2 separate regions of the Mus musculus genome follow, and region 2 is linked to region 1. Evidence: chromatin contacts called from public HiChIP or PLAC-seq data. All regions are on one chromosome and are shown on one strand. Each heading gives the region's core, a stretch centred on a gene start, on an enhancer-like site or on the middle of the called end of the contact. The rest is flanking DNA. Distances are from core to core; before and after follow the strand shown.

Region 1 (6,251 bases), core at 1,822-4,321:
GCATAGAGATTTACCTCCTGAGTGGTAAGATTTAAAGGCCTGTGCCCAGACAAACCAGTTTTCTTAAAAGTCAGGTGTCAAAGATGATAACTAGCTGGGGCAAGGAAGTGCATGGGCCTTTTCTGTGGCTGGTGTGGGCAGGGACAGTTGTACAGGCATGCTTCCTGAGCTCCAGGCATGGGCCAGGCTCTCCAGAGAAACAAGTCACACTGGCTACCTACCTGTAAGTGTTCCTTGATAGAGGGTATTTTTGAAATAGCTGAAGCCACTGTGGTCCACCTTCCTATGTGATGGTTGTAGGCAGCCTGAGTGGGCAACCAGCCTCTGCCTAGCCAGTTAGCACTCTCATCAGTCTGTCCCCTCTGCTACTTTGAATTCCTCTGGATGTTTGGGTTCATGTCAGATCGAGGGCTTTGAAGGGTACCTGTTCAGACATTCTGAATCAAGTTATTTTGAGGCTCAGGATGGCAGAACTGTGAGGCTGAGGGGAACTAGTTTGTGTGCAATTGTGCTACTGAGCTTGGGAGTGTTGGGAGCTGTAGCACAGCCCTGATAACTATGATAACGCGCTCTGCTTTGGGCAAGCCTTTATAAGAATGCAAAGTTGATCTAAGTTGATCGTGTCTCATTACAATTGACATGAGGGTGACTTACTAAGTGATCTTACTACAGAAAAGGCCCATGCACCGCCCCTCCAGCCTAGCACTAGCTGGAAATTAATGAGAACGAGAGCACAAGGCTCAAAACTCCAGACCTTGTGCCTACTTGATGTGTGGTGTGTGAGCTTCCTTCCATGTAGAAACCATCAAGGGTGGGAAGAAAGGCTGGAGATGGTTCTGCAAGTGTAGTGTCTCCGTTGTGGTGTTGGGGGCTGCTTTTAGATTGCCCCAGTATCCTGTGTGTGTAGCTTTCAGTTGTCTTTCATTGCTTTCCTTCCTTGCCAAAGTAGAATTTTAATTTGGTCCAAGAAGACTTATACCAAACTCCTGGAGCTGAGGCAGGTGGGTTATAAGTGGTACATTATGGGCACAGTGGTCTACAATTTACCTGGAAGGATGCTGGTGAGGTCTGACAACCAGTAGTTTAGGTTGGGGAGGTACCATGTGAGGGTGGGATTAGGACGCAGTTTTGTGACTCCAAGGTAGTACTGTATGTTCAGTCACCAAGCTGCTTTCTTTTGGGCATGACATTGGTCAGTGAGGTGCCATCTGCCATAGGGATACTGAATATAGGTAGCCTAGCCAACCACATTACCCATTTACCAAGTTAACTGTGCCCTGCCAGTCCCTGATCTGGCACCTGGGGAGGAAAGAAGCCAATAGAGGATCTTGTGGTCTGGCTCCTGGAGTAGCTAGCAGGTTGGGACATTGTGGCAGTCCACAGCCAAACTTGGTGTAAGGCCGTGGATCCTGGAAGGTTTCCGGAGGTCATGGGGTTAAGTGATGTGATCTGGCTCAAATTCAAGAGCAGAGTCACATTCAAGGCCATGAAAAATGATTAAGCAGGTGCGTGAGGGAGTGGCCGTTCTGTGGTGGGGCAGGGGAAAGATGGAAATCCTGAATTTGTTTAGGTGGCTTCAGACAGTTGCCCTTAACTCCTGCTGTTTTTACAGGAGAAATCCCATTCTGAACAGACCTCAGACCAGCAAAGATAGCTGGCTGACTCTGGGTTATCAATGTGGACAGCACAAATTCTTGAGTCCCAAAGCACTACACAGCTGTTCCTCCGTTCTCCAGACTTTCCTCCTATGCCAGACCTGAGGCCCTGTCTCCCATAGTCTTCAGGCTGGGAGTGGGAGGATAAGACCTGATGGAGCAAGCCGCCCCCCCCCCCCCCCAAAGGTCAGCAGGGAACAACCCCAGGAAGACCCCGTGTGCCAGGCTGAGGACTTTTCTCATTCATTATTTTGGTTGAGTAAAAGAAATGTGGAGAATTAGAGATTGAACAGTAAGTGGAGTGTCCTTGTCACACGCTGAGTTTTTCCACACAGAATACTTGAGCCGTTTGACTGCTCATCAGGCACGATGGGAAGATTACAGCTGGAGAGGGCTGATGAGCGGGTATTTGAGCAGTGTACTGGGAAACGGCCCGGCCCGGTTCCTGCTCCTCAGCGTCCAGCAGCAGGAGCTGTTGGGGAACAGAGGGCTCCCACCCCTCCCTCTATAGCAGGTACAAGAGCAGGGTTGAGTAGTGAGGCTTTGTTAAAAATACTCAGCTGTTCACCTGTGTTCACTTTGTAGCTCGGAGTGGGAGCATTCATTCATCTGAAAATTTAACAGCTTTGAGGCTTGGACTCAAAGTTCACAAAGGTCTTTTCTGCCGATGTCTCTCGATGTGACAGGTCTTGTCCAAGAGAAGCTTGTGGATGAATGATAATACTACAACTACTGCTAATAAACATTCCGGGCACAAAACTAGGGAGATGCTTAGTGGATAAAGTTCTTGCACTTGTGAGGACTTGAGTTTAAATCCCTATCGCCTACAGAAGAGCTGGGCTGAAGCGGATACCCGTAACCCTAGTGCCAGGAAAGCCACAGGCAGATTTCTGGGACGCTTTCCAGCCTAAGCCTAAATGATGAGAGGAGATCTGAGGTCTACTTCTGGCCTCCATATGTGCATGCACGTGTAAATATATACATGTGATAAACACATGAACAGATTTATTGAGATTATACTGGGATCTGAGTCTAGGAGGGAGGCACAAATAAGCCCATTTTGCAGATGAAGATGTTGAGGTTTACAGGGAGCTAAATAGTCAGCCTAATGAGCCAGAGTAGCTAAGGAAGGTCATGGGTATTCACTCTAGCCACAGCACCAATTGCTAACTTATTAGATCTGCAAATTTCCGGACCGTACTCAGTCAACTACTGGAAAGTGAGAGTGGAGCCCAGTTACCTGGGTTTTAGCAAGCCTGGCAGGTACATTTGGCGCGGAGTAAAGTTAAGGGTATTGGGGGAGGAGACAACTGTGGGGGCCAGCAATGGATGCTTTTGATAGCCATAATACTGAACCTTCCTTGGTGGAATAAAAGTGGTCCCTGCGGCTGTCTTCCACGAGGGGGCACTGTGGATTCAGGCTTGGAATCGCCGGCTTTGTTGTCCCGGCGGCTGCTGCTGCTGCTCTCGGGAAGCCTGAAGAAAGCCTGCTGCCAGATTAGCTGAGGGGTCAGCCTTTCTTCTTCCGGGAAGGTCTGCCGGGGTGGTAATCTTGTTTACAGGATTCAGCCCTCGTGGTGAAACTGAACCTGGAGGGCTTGCTGCTGTTCACATGTGCATGGCGATGCCTACCCATCCGTGGGGCAAGGTCTCTGAAGATCCTCTGCAAACAACATTCCCCTTTTGTAGCTGCCCAGCCAGGCAGCTTACAGTTCCTTTGGAGGGCAGAGCACTAGAACCCCAGTAGCCGATTATGGCTCAGCGTTCAACGTGCTTCCGTGTCATAGTGTTGTCTTGTTTAGATGGGAACAGGAGCCAATTTCGAGTCTTCATTTTGTGGTTTGGGGCAGTTTTCCTTCACCTCTGGGCCCCAGTTTCCCAGGAGATTGAAGGGAGTAGCTTTCATTAGGTGGCTCTCAGCCCCTCTTTCTCTCCATGTCTAAAAATCCTGCCCTAGGGAAGAAAGGAGGAAGCCGACAACCCCCCTTTCTGTCTCCTGGTCTATCCTCCCCTCCTACAGAAGAAGCGTCAGGCTTATAGATCCTCTGCTTTTAAAAATAAGTGTAAATACACACATGCAGATAACAACATACAAGTCCTGCCCCAGGGGGCCGGGGAAGAGCCCAGCTCAGACTCTGAAAGGCATGTGGTGCAAGGACACTGCAGGGGCTGTGACATGACATCCATCTCTGGTGTACGTTTCAGTAAGCCTTTCCAGGGACTTGCAAGGCAGTAAGGTGGAACCTACCAAATTGGATTTTTTTTTTTCAGGTCCTTAGACACCCAGGATTTGCCTCTATATAGATTTCTATTCTGTGTGTTTGGAAGAAGGAAAGATTTACATCATGGTCTCCTCTTGGCTGCACGTGTTTCTTCAGAAAATACATTGTCTCACAGTGACTTCAGCATTTCCCTCCTTAATACAAAGGACTGGTATCTTATGTCTATAGTGGCTGCGCACTGAAGAAGTTGAATGCCGAGTTAGGCATTGAGCCTCTGGCATTGGCCAATATGAGCCTATAGAAGTATCCAATACCAAGGGAGATTCCAGCCTTCTGCTGACTCCCACCGTGTCTGATGATACACAGCATTTGGTTAGAAACTGCCCACCCCACCAGCAAGACCACTGAGTCATAACTCTCCACAGTAGAGGGTACAGGTTAAGCCAGATAACTACCTGATTTCCCAGAGAAGCAGAGGGCCTCTTTTGTTGTTGTTGTTGTTTTTTGTTTTTGTTTTGTTTTTTGGTTTTTCGAGACAGGGTTTCTCTGTAGCTCTGGCTGTCCTGAAACTCACTCTGTAGACCAGGCTGGCCTCGAACTCAGAAATCTGCCTGCCTCTGCCTCCCGAGGGCTGGGATTAAAGGCGTGCACCACCATGCCCGGCCAGAGGGCCTCTTTTGGCTCATCTAGTACCTCCACAGAAGTGTGGAGCGTATCAGTGACTTGCTGAGGTCTCTCAATTTGTTAATGGTAAGGAGGGGACTGGGCTTCAGGCTGCTTTACCCATAGCTCATGCCCCTCCTGACAGCATGTGTCATTTGAAGACGCTCAGGTGCATTAATACATACACAAACATTGACATCCCCCCCTTCGCCACACACATAGACATCCCCTCAATACATACTTGCTTGTGGTGCTGGGATGGAGCAAGCAGGAAGAGAGAATGCTTTATCTGAGCTACACCCCAGCCACTGAGTTCATGAAGCTCCGTGGTACCTTTTCCATTCTCTCTACCTCCTTGTCCTGTGTCTTCCCACACAGTCTATCATTAGCACAGAGGCGGCCCCTGGGAGGGTGAGGCTTGACATCACAACCTTGGTACTTCCTATGCCATAGATTCAGTAGACTGGAGGTCTTGGCTGCTAGTAACTTTGACTCGGTATAAACAGCCTTGAGTAGGCAGCACACATAGCACTCATGGGCAAAGGCTTGGTGGATGCAGCAGTTCTCTAGTGTCAGCAATGGTTTCCCTCCTTCATTATCTCATATGGGTGCTGTGGTATGGCCTGTGCAAATCACAAGTGGGCTAAGAGTTAGACAAGGGACAGATGCTCAGCATAAGAGGTCTGAGGAGAACTTGGCTGTGGATGACTAGCTGAAGGCCCCATCTCCCCCAGCCCCAGCACATCTGGGAGAAGTCATACCTTCTGCACATAGATCAGCTCTAGCCTAAACCATCAAAGGAGAATGGCTTAGGGACCAGTGCCAGTCTTTGCTGTGGCAGAAGGAAAACAATGGATGCTTGTTTTAGGGTCTTTTTGACCAAAGGCCTCTGGAACACAAGGGGTTTTTATTAAACCCTTTATTAGAAAACTGACAAGTATTTAGCGAAGAACTGAAAAACAGCGCTGGGGGCTTCTCTGGGATTGGTGCGAGAAAAATCACGCCAGAACACGAGCAAGCTTTATGCTCCAGTTTCTCTACATCTTCTCCAACACTTGTTAGTTATCCGTAGTATTGATTTTAGCTGCCAGAGTGTGAAGGGATAAGTTAATTATGGTTTTGGCATTTTTGTTATCCAGGCTAGCCTCTAACTGGATATGTAGCTGAAGACAACCTTGAACTACCAACCCTCTTGCCTCTACTTCCCAAGTGCTGAGATTATAGCCCACCATCATCTTGTTTTATGTGCTGGAGAGCAAACCTTGGGCTTCATGTATGCTAGGCAAGCACTCTACCAAGTGAGCTACATTACCAGCCCTGTTTTGTTTGTTTGTTTGTTTGTTCATTTGTTTGTTTGAAATAAGATCTCATTGTATGATTCAAGTTGGTTTTGAACTCACTACATAGTTAACTGTCCTATTGCTGTGAAGAGACACCATGACTCAGGCAACTCTTATAAAAGAAAGCATTTCATTAGAGTTTGCTTACAGTTTTAAGCATTAGTCCATGTTTATGGTGGGGAAACAGACAGTAATGGTACTGAAAGCTTTAAATCCCTATCCACAGGCAGCAGGCAGAAAGAGACAATGAACCTGCTGTGGGCTTTTGAAACCTCAAAGCCTACTCCCAATGACACACCTACTCCAAGGCCACACCCCTTCTTCCTTCCCGAACAGTTCCACTAATTGGGGAAGCAGGCATTTAAACATGT
Region 2 (6,251 bases), core at 2,713-5,212, 230 kb after region 1:
TCAGGTTATGGTGACCCTGACCATGAAGTTATTTGTGTTGATACATCATAACCTTAGTTTTGTTATTGTTATGAATTGTAACGTAAATAGCTGTGTTTCCCAATGGTTTTAGGTGGTCCCCGTGAAAAGGTCCTTTAACCCTGTAATGGCTATTCCTGGTTGTCAACCTGAGTATATATAGGATGAACTACAATCCAGAATTGGAGGGCTCATCTGTGATCCAGATCTTGAGGCTGGGAGATAAAAGTTTCTGACCTGGATCTGGGAGCTCTTGGATCTATGCCTCAAGATCATGGAGATCTTGAGGCATAGTGGCCATGAAAAGCTTAGGCCCAGGTGAGGTAGTACATGCCTGTAATCCCAGGAGACTGAGGCAGGGAGATCTCTGAGTTCAAGGTCAGCCTGGGACAAAACAAGTCCCAGGTCCCAGTGTGGTGGTACACACTTTTAATCTGGGCCATACCTTCTTCTGGAGACCTACATAAGGACTTTGGAAGAAGGAGGACTTGTTATTTTTCACCTGCTTGCACTTACTTGCCAACACATCTATTGGAATCTACTTCTACTGAAGACCAGCTGAAATAACTAGCCTCATGGGACTGAGCAACTAGTAGATTCTTGGACTTCCCATTCACAGCTGATCATTGTTGGGGAGTTGAACTACATACTATAAGTCATCATAACAAATTCCCTTGCTATATATAGACTATCTATAAGTTCTGTGACTCTAGAGAACCCTGACTAATACAGACCTCCTAAGGGGTCATGGCACACAGGTTGAGAACCATTGCTTGGAGCTTCTGCTATGTAGCAAATCTGTTTTTCACAGATGGCCAAAGGACACAGAATTAGAAACTACCAACACACGGGTGGTAGGACTTCACAAGCTGCTGCCGATCCATACATCTTTCCACATTGCCACCCTCTGACTGGAGGAAAGGGTGGTTACTCTGCAGACCACAAACACAGCTCAGAGAATTTTCCTCCAAGCTTTTATATACTCATATTGGGAAACGAACTGAGATGAAGTCCTATCCACAACCTCTCTAGGACTAATTTTGGAATCTGGATTTCATGTAGGAATCCTGGGTCCTGGTATGTTTGAATCAATTTTAACAGAGGCTCTAGGAAGATTGTCCTGGGAGTGAAAAGTAGGTAATACTGCTGTGATGACAATCAAATTCTAATGTCTTGGAGCAAGCAAGATGGCTCGTTGGGTAAAGGTACTTGCTGCCAAGACTTATGACCTGAGTTGACCATGATGGAAGGAGAGAACTACTTTTCTAATATTGTCCTCTGACCTCCACACACATACTCTGGCATGTACACCCACCCCTACCCACACCCCACCCTGACACATATCATCACCTCCCATACAAAATAGTTGCAATTAAAAATTTAAAAATATTCAACCTGAGTCTTGGAGAGAACAAACCATGTTCTAGGCCATGTCCCAGGGACACACAGCTGGCCTCCTCGACAAACTTTGACTTCTAATTGTTAGTCCTCCTTGGCCCTGCTGAAGGCTAATGTTCCTATCCATTCTCCTGTCTGGCCCTGTCCTGTCCTGTCCCCCTCCCTCTGAGGCTGGTGGCTGGCTCTCAAGTTATACCTGAATCTGTTCTCTGTTCTATTCAAACTCTTCCCAGTCTGGCCATCTGAGCTCTATAATAGCACCCTATGAACAAAGCTATGCAAATAAAGAGACGTGGGCTCTTGGGGTGAAGTTTCTCCTGCTCTCCAAGACACTCTCTTCCTTCTGGTAAATCTCCCTTATTGGAAAGATATAGAATGTTGTTTACTTCTTGACACGAGGAAGAAAACAGAATGAAATGTCTCCAAGGGGCCAGGGATTGTACAGCTCACCTTATCTGACCCTTGGAGGAAGAATGCCTGCATCTACCTTACAGAAAAGGAACTGAGGTTATAGAGTTCACAGAACTTATGCTAAGTCAGGCCGAAGACTCAAGTCCACAGACATGACACTATCATCCTCTCTGTGTGGGTACCCTGCTTTGGGTATGTAGCTGTGTTCCTATGGCAAGGATGTGAACAGATCTGATCTGAAGACCACTGTTTTCCTTCCAGCCTCTGTCCATTGCAGACATAGTACACAGATTTTGGAGGCTGTAAAGTTGGGTTTGCCCAGAAACACACCAGAGAGGCAGGTATGCAGGCAGCCTAAGATGGACCAGAAGGGTAAGGCTTTCGTCTGGACTAGAAGGGTAAGGCCTCCTTTGCTTCTTTTTTCTTCTCCCCTTGGCTCAAAGAAGTATGGCTTGGGTTTTGCAAAGCCAAGCTGAGGACTTTTGCCAGCCTTCAGGCTGCTTAGCCCCATTCAGATGCATCAAACTCACAGAACATCTCTCCCCAGCTGCAGGCTTATGGAATAGGAAAACCACTCATTTCCCTTCGAGAGAGAGAGGGAGAGGGGCGCCCAAAGCAGATATTTCAATATATTCCAATTTAGCCAAGGGAAGCCAGAACATGGATGTTGTTGCCAAGGAAACCACCTCCTTCCTCCCAGTGTGCTGTGCATACGTGTATCACTCCATCTCTTGGCTCTCCAAGGTAATATCATAGCCCTGTGCTTGGGGGAGGGTTTTTAAAAAGGCATATAAAACCTCTTAGCATTGAGAAGATTCATTAAATGACCTCACTCCAGAGAAGCTTAAATTATTCTTTTTAGAGCTTTTTATGCTAGAGACAGGGAAATGGCTGAGTCAGTCCTATCTCTTGTAATCCCAGCTCAGTGTGGGTGGAAAGGATTTTTCAGAAACAAACAAATCAGTGTAGGGAAGTGCACACACACACACGTGTGTGTGTGTGTGTGTGTGTGTGTGTGTGTGTGTGATAATAAGAAAGCTGATTTATAGCTTCAATGTCACCAGCTAATTCATCCGAGAAGATCTGCTAAGACCACCTTGATCCACAGCCCTCCTGGGTGGGAGAATACACTTCACGGAGCTGGCCTCAAAGCTGAGAGAGGGGGCAGCTTTGCAAGGCCACCTGTCAAAGAATCCAAGAACTGCATGGGGATTTCTGTTGTTCAATCTACCGAGCCTTGGGCTTTTATTTTATTTTATTTTGTCCCTGGCTGGTGTCTGGTCTGAATCTCCTCTCACCTTCTCAGTCATGCCTGCCCTGTGGTCTGTGGTCTGCTGTTAACGTTACTCCAACACCACCACCACCACCAGGCCAACCCAACGCCAACTCCATTCTCCCCTCTCATCACAGAGCTCCGAAGCTGCTCAGCATCCTTTCTGCCCTTCCGAGCTTCTGGTGCTGGGACAACCCCTGCCCACTGGACATATAGATAAATATTGGGGTTCCTCTTTCAGTTAGTGACATAAGCTTAGGATTTTGTTTTACATGTGAGAGAGGGTCCTGGGGGCAATTTTGGATGTGATAGCATAGAAGATGAACATTTGCATCTGGAGGGCCTCAGAGACCCAGATGTTGCCACCCAGGACACCCCTACAGCTCGTAGTTATTCACCCCTAAACCCAACAGTGTCAAAGCTGAGAGACACTGGCTTCTTCCCATCCACTTTGTTCACTCGTTTAAAAAATGACTTATTTTATTTCATGTGTATGCATGTGTGTCTGGTTGCATGTATGCGTGTTACATGCAAGCAGGTGTCTGTGGAGGTCAGGAGAGGGTGTTGGATCCCCTGGAGCTGGAGTTACAGGAGGTTGTGAGCCACTGATGTATGGGCTGGGAACCAAGCCTGGGTCCTTGGCAAAGGCAAGCAAGTGTTCTCAACTGTTCTCCCTTCTCTCAGTCTACTTACGCTGCACCAGCCTGTCAGCCCACGTCTAGAGACAAAAACTGAACAAGATGGATACCATTTTGCCGTTTTCTCGTTAGAGCCCATAATTAGGACTGGGACAGTCATCTGTTTTGGTCCTGGCTGGCCCAGTGCTGAGATCTTCTTACAGCTTATGGTGACTCATCCTAGCTCGTGGGTGGAGTAAGGGCCCTTTGCAGCCACCCTTCCAAGCCTGGCTACAGGACTTGGTGTGGATACCCCATGGCTTCCTCCCTGTGTAAGGCACAGGCCCTCTTAGTGTAATGCTTTGCTGCAACAGCAAGCAATCTGAGACGATGAAAACAATCCGGGGTATCCTGCACAGCTCCAACCTCCACTTTTCCTCTTCTGGGGGGATTCTAAGGTAGCACTGTCATGAACGGCTCACTTTCTAGGTGGTCTTGGCAACCCTCACCTCCCAGATTCTGGCTTCCAGCCACTTCTTTATAGCATGACTCCATGAAGTTGTTCAAGGTTTGGAACATGGACTTTCAAACCAGATGACCCAAAGCACTTATTTACTGTGTGACCTTGGACAGCTTACATCACTTTTCTGAGCCTCAAGTTCCTCTCTTGTAAAATGGGCCTAATAGTAACACTACCCATCTCGCACAGTCAATGTGAGATTGAATGTGCTGTTTCCTGTGGCATTCTTGGTCCACCAGGAAGTTCCAGGGAAGTTTTCCTGTCATTATTTTTGTTATTGTTTCCACTGCCTGTTGGCCCAAGAGATGCAAACAAAGCAGGCTCTTCAGGCCCCCTGTGTCTCTTGCAGGCCATCTATTTGTGTTGGTGGAACTCAGCCACACCTAAGTGCTAGGGATCTTCTTGCTGAGAGCCACTGAGGTTGTTGGATGTGTTGGAAGGTTTCACAGGTTGAAGGAAGAGGGCAAGGTCATGGAAACAGAACATGTGATGGGAACGTAGCTATGATGGGTCACTGCTGCTTGGATTTGTGGCTGCCTTTGCATGGCAGTGTCCTGCCTTACTTGACCTTCATCAACAGGTCAGGATGAGCTGGACACCTGCTTTCCAGATATCCTGCTATAGCAGCTTGGTCTGTCCATTGTGAAGGGAAACTGGGCCTTGTTCCCAGTTCCTGGGTCACTGCGAACAAACACTGGATGAGACGCTGGACCCAGAATGATGTTGGTGTGTATGGAAACAGGCAGGTGAGGGGAAGGGAAATCTCTTTTTGTGACCAGGTACATGAGTTACTTCCCTGATTGTCATGACAAAACACCTGGAAAAGACAACTTAAAGAAAGAGGGGCTGATTTTGGCTCATGGTTCTAGGGAACGTAGTCCATCCTAGCAGTCGGGGGAGGGGGTGTGGGTGGTTGATGTCATTGCATCATTGTTGATTGTCCAGAATCAGAAAGCAATGAATGGATGCTGGTGTTTAGCTTGGTTTCGCCTTGATTCTACCCAGGATTCCAGCTACCCTCTGTGGTACTGCCTCAGTTAAGGTGAGTCTTCCCAACTCCGTTACATTAATCTAGATTATTGCTCACAGGTGTGGTCATAAGATTGCCCCCTAGATGATTTTAGATCCTGTCAATGTGACAGTATTGACCATCAGAGCAATCTAAGAGACTGGTGTGGGTCACCTAATGTCATCCTCCAATCACACTGTGGGGTTCATCTCATGGATGAGAAAGCTAACTCTACTTTGAGAGCTGCTAAGTCCCCTGCACAGTGCCCCAGCTTCCCAGTGACATCCTAGGATGGGGAGGTGTGGTCTATCTGCCTTTATGGCTTGCATTGTGACCTTGAGCTCTGTCTTTCTGCTGCTATAACAAAATGGCACAGACTTGGTGACTAGTGCAGGGCAGAGACTTTTCATTGCTGGAGATGCTGGAAGTCCAGTATCAAGGTATTGACAGATTTGTGTCTGGTGAAGACCCACTTGCTGCTTCAAAGAGGGTGCCTGCTTGTCATGTCTTCATATGAAGAGTTGAGGAGTCTCACTGTCATCTTTAACAAGGACACTAACTCTGTTTAAGATGGCTCTACCCTCATACCCCATTCATCCTTTACCCAAAGACTCCATCACCCAGTAGTGTTGTTGTATGGGTTAGAATACTAGTGCATAGTTTGGGGGAGGCTGTCAGCATTGCCTCTAGAACATATGTAGAGTTGTTACGACTCACTGGATGAACTTAGCATGCAAGAACTACCACTATGGACTCCCCATCTGGTTGTCCTGGGTGACCAGGGTTAACAGAGGTGCTCTGCCAGCTACAAGGCACCTATAGTTTCTGTCCAGATAGATAGCCTATTGGTGGCCTCGCCTGCTCCAGGCCTGCTGCTTCCTTGGACTCAGAGACCATGCTGCTTTATGGCAGGGAGGCATCTGGGAAACAGTGACACATGGCTCACACTGATAGTTCCTTCCATCTTGTCATTTCCTCCCTCTGCCCACCTGTTAGTCTCATTTT

The links. HiChIP or PLAC-seq counts read pairs in DNA pulled down with a chosen protein or histone mark.
Region 2: an H3K4me3 HiChIP or PLAC-seq map of forebrain shows a contact between it and region 1, with 3 times the contacts expected there. The contact joins two enhancer-like sites. A contact is called at or near these places in 3 of 484 Hi-C or Micro-C datasets (cerebral cortex, nephron progenitors and uterus), 9 of 115 datasets of contacts at active chromatin or transcription factors (bone marrow-derived macrophages, cardiomyocytes, embryonic basal ganglia and 5 more) and 1 of 9 other capture datasets (embryonic stem cells).

The regions. Positions count from the first base shown.
Region 1 is chr14:24,497,635-24,503,885 of GRCm38.p6, forward strand. No RefSeq gene overlaps it. Among named protein-coding and RNA genes, the nearest start is that of Rps24, 10 kb to the left of the region's middle. Within about 2 kb of position 3,072, at least 89 of the 459 cell types and tissues checked have an H3K27ac peak or open chromatin away from gene starts, as enhancers often do. A contact at or near this core is called in cerebral cortex and forebrain, where this site is marked.
Region 2 is chr14:24,729,594-24,735,844 of GRCm38.p6, forward strand. The region is part of intron 1 of Gm31775 (a long non-coding RNA gene); the gene reads left to right. Among named protein-coding and RNA genes, the nearest start is that of Gm31838, 48 kb to the right of the region's middle. Within about 2 kb of position 3,963, at least 29 of the 459 cell types and tissues checked have an H3K27ac peak or open chromatin away from gene starts, as enhancers often do. A contact at or near this core is called in cerebral cortex and forebrain, where this site is marked.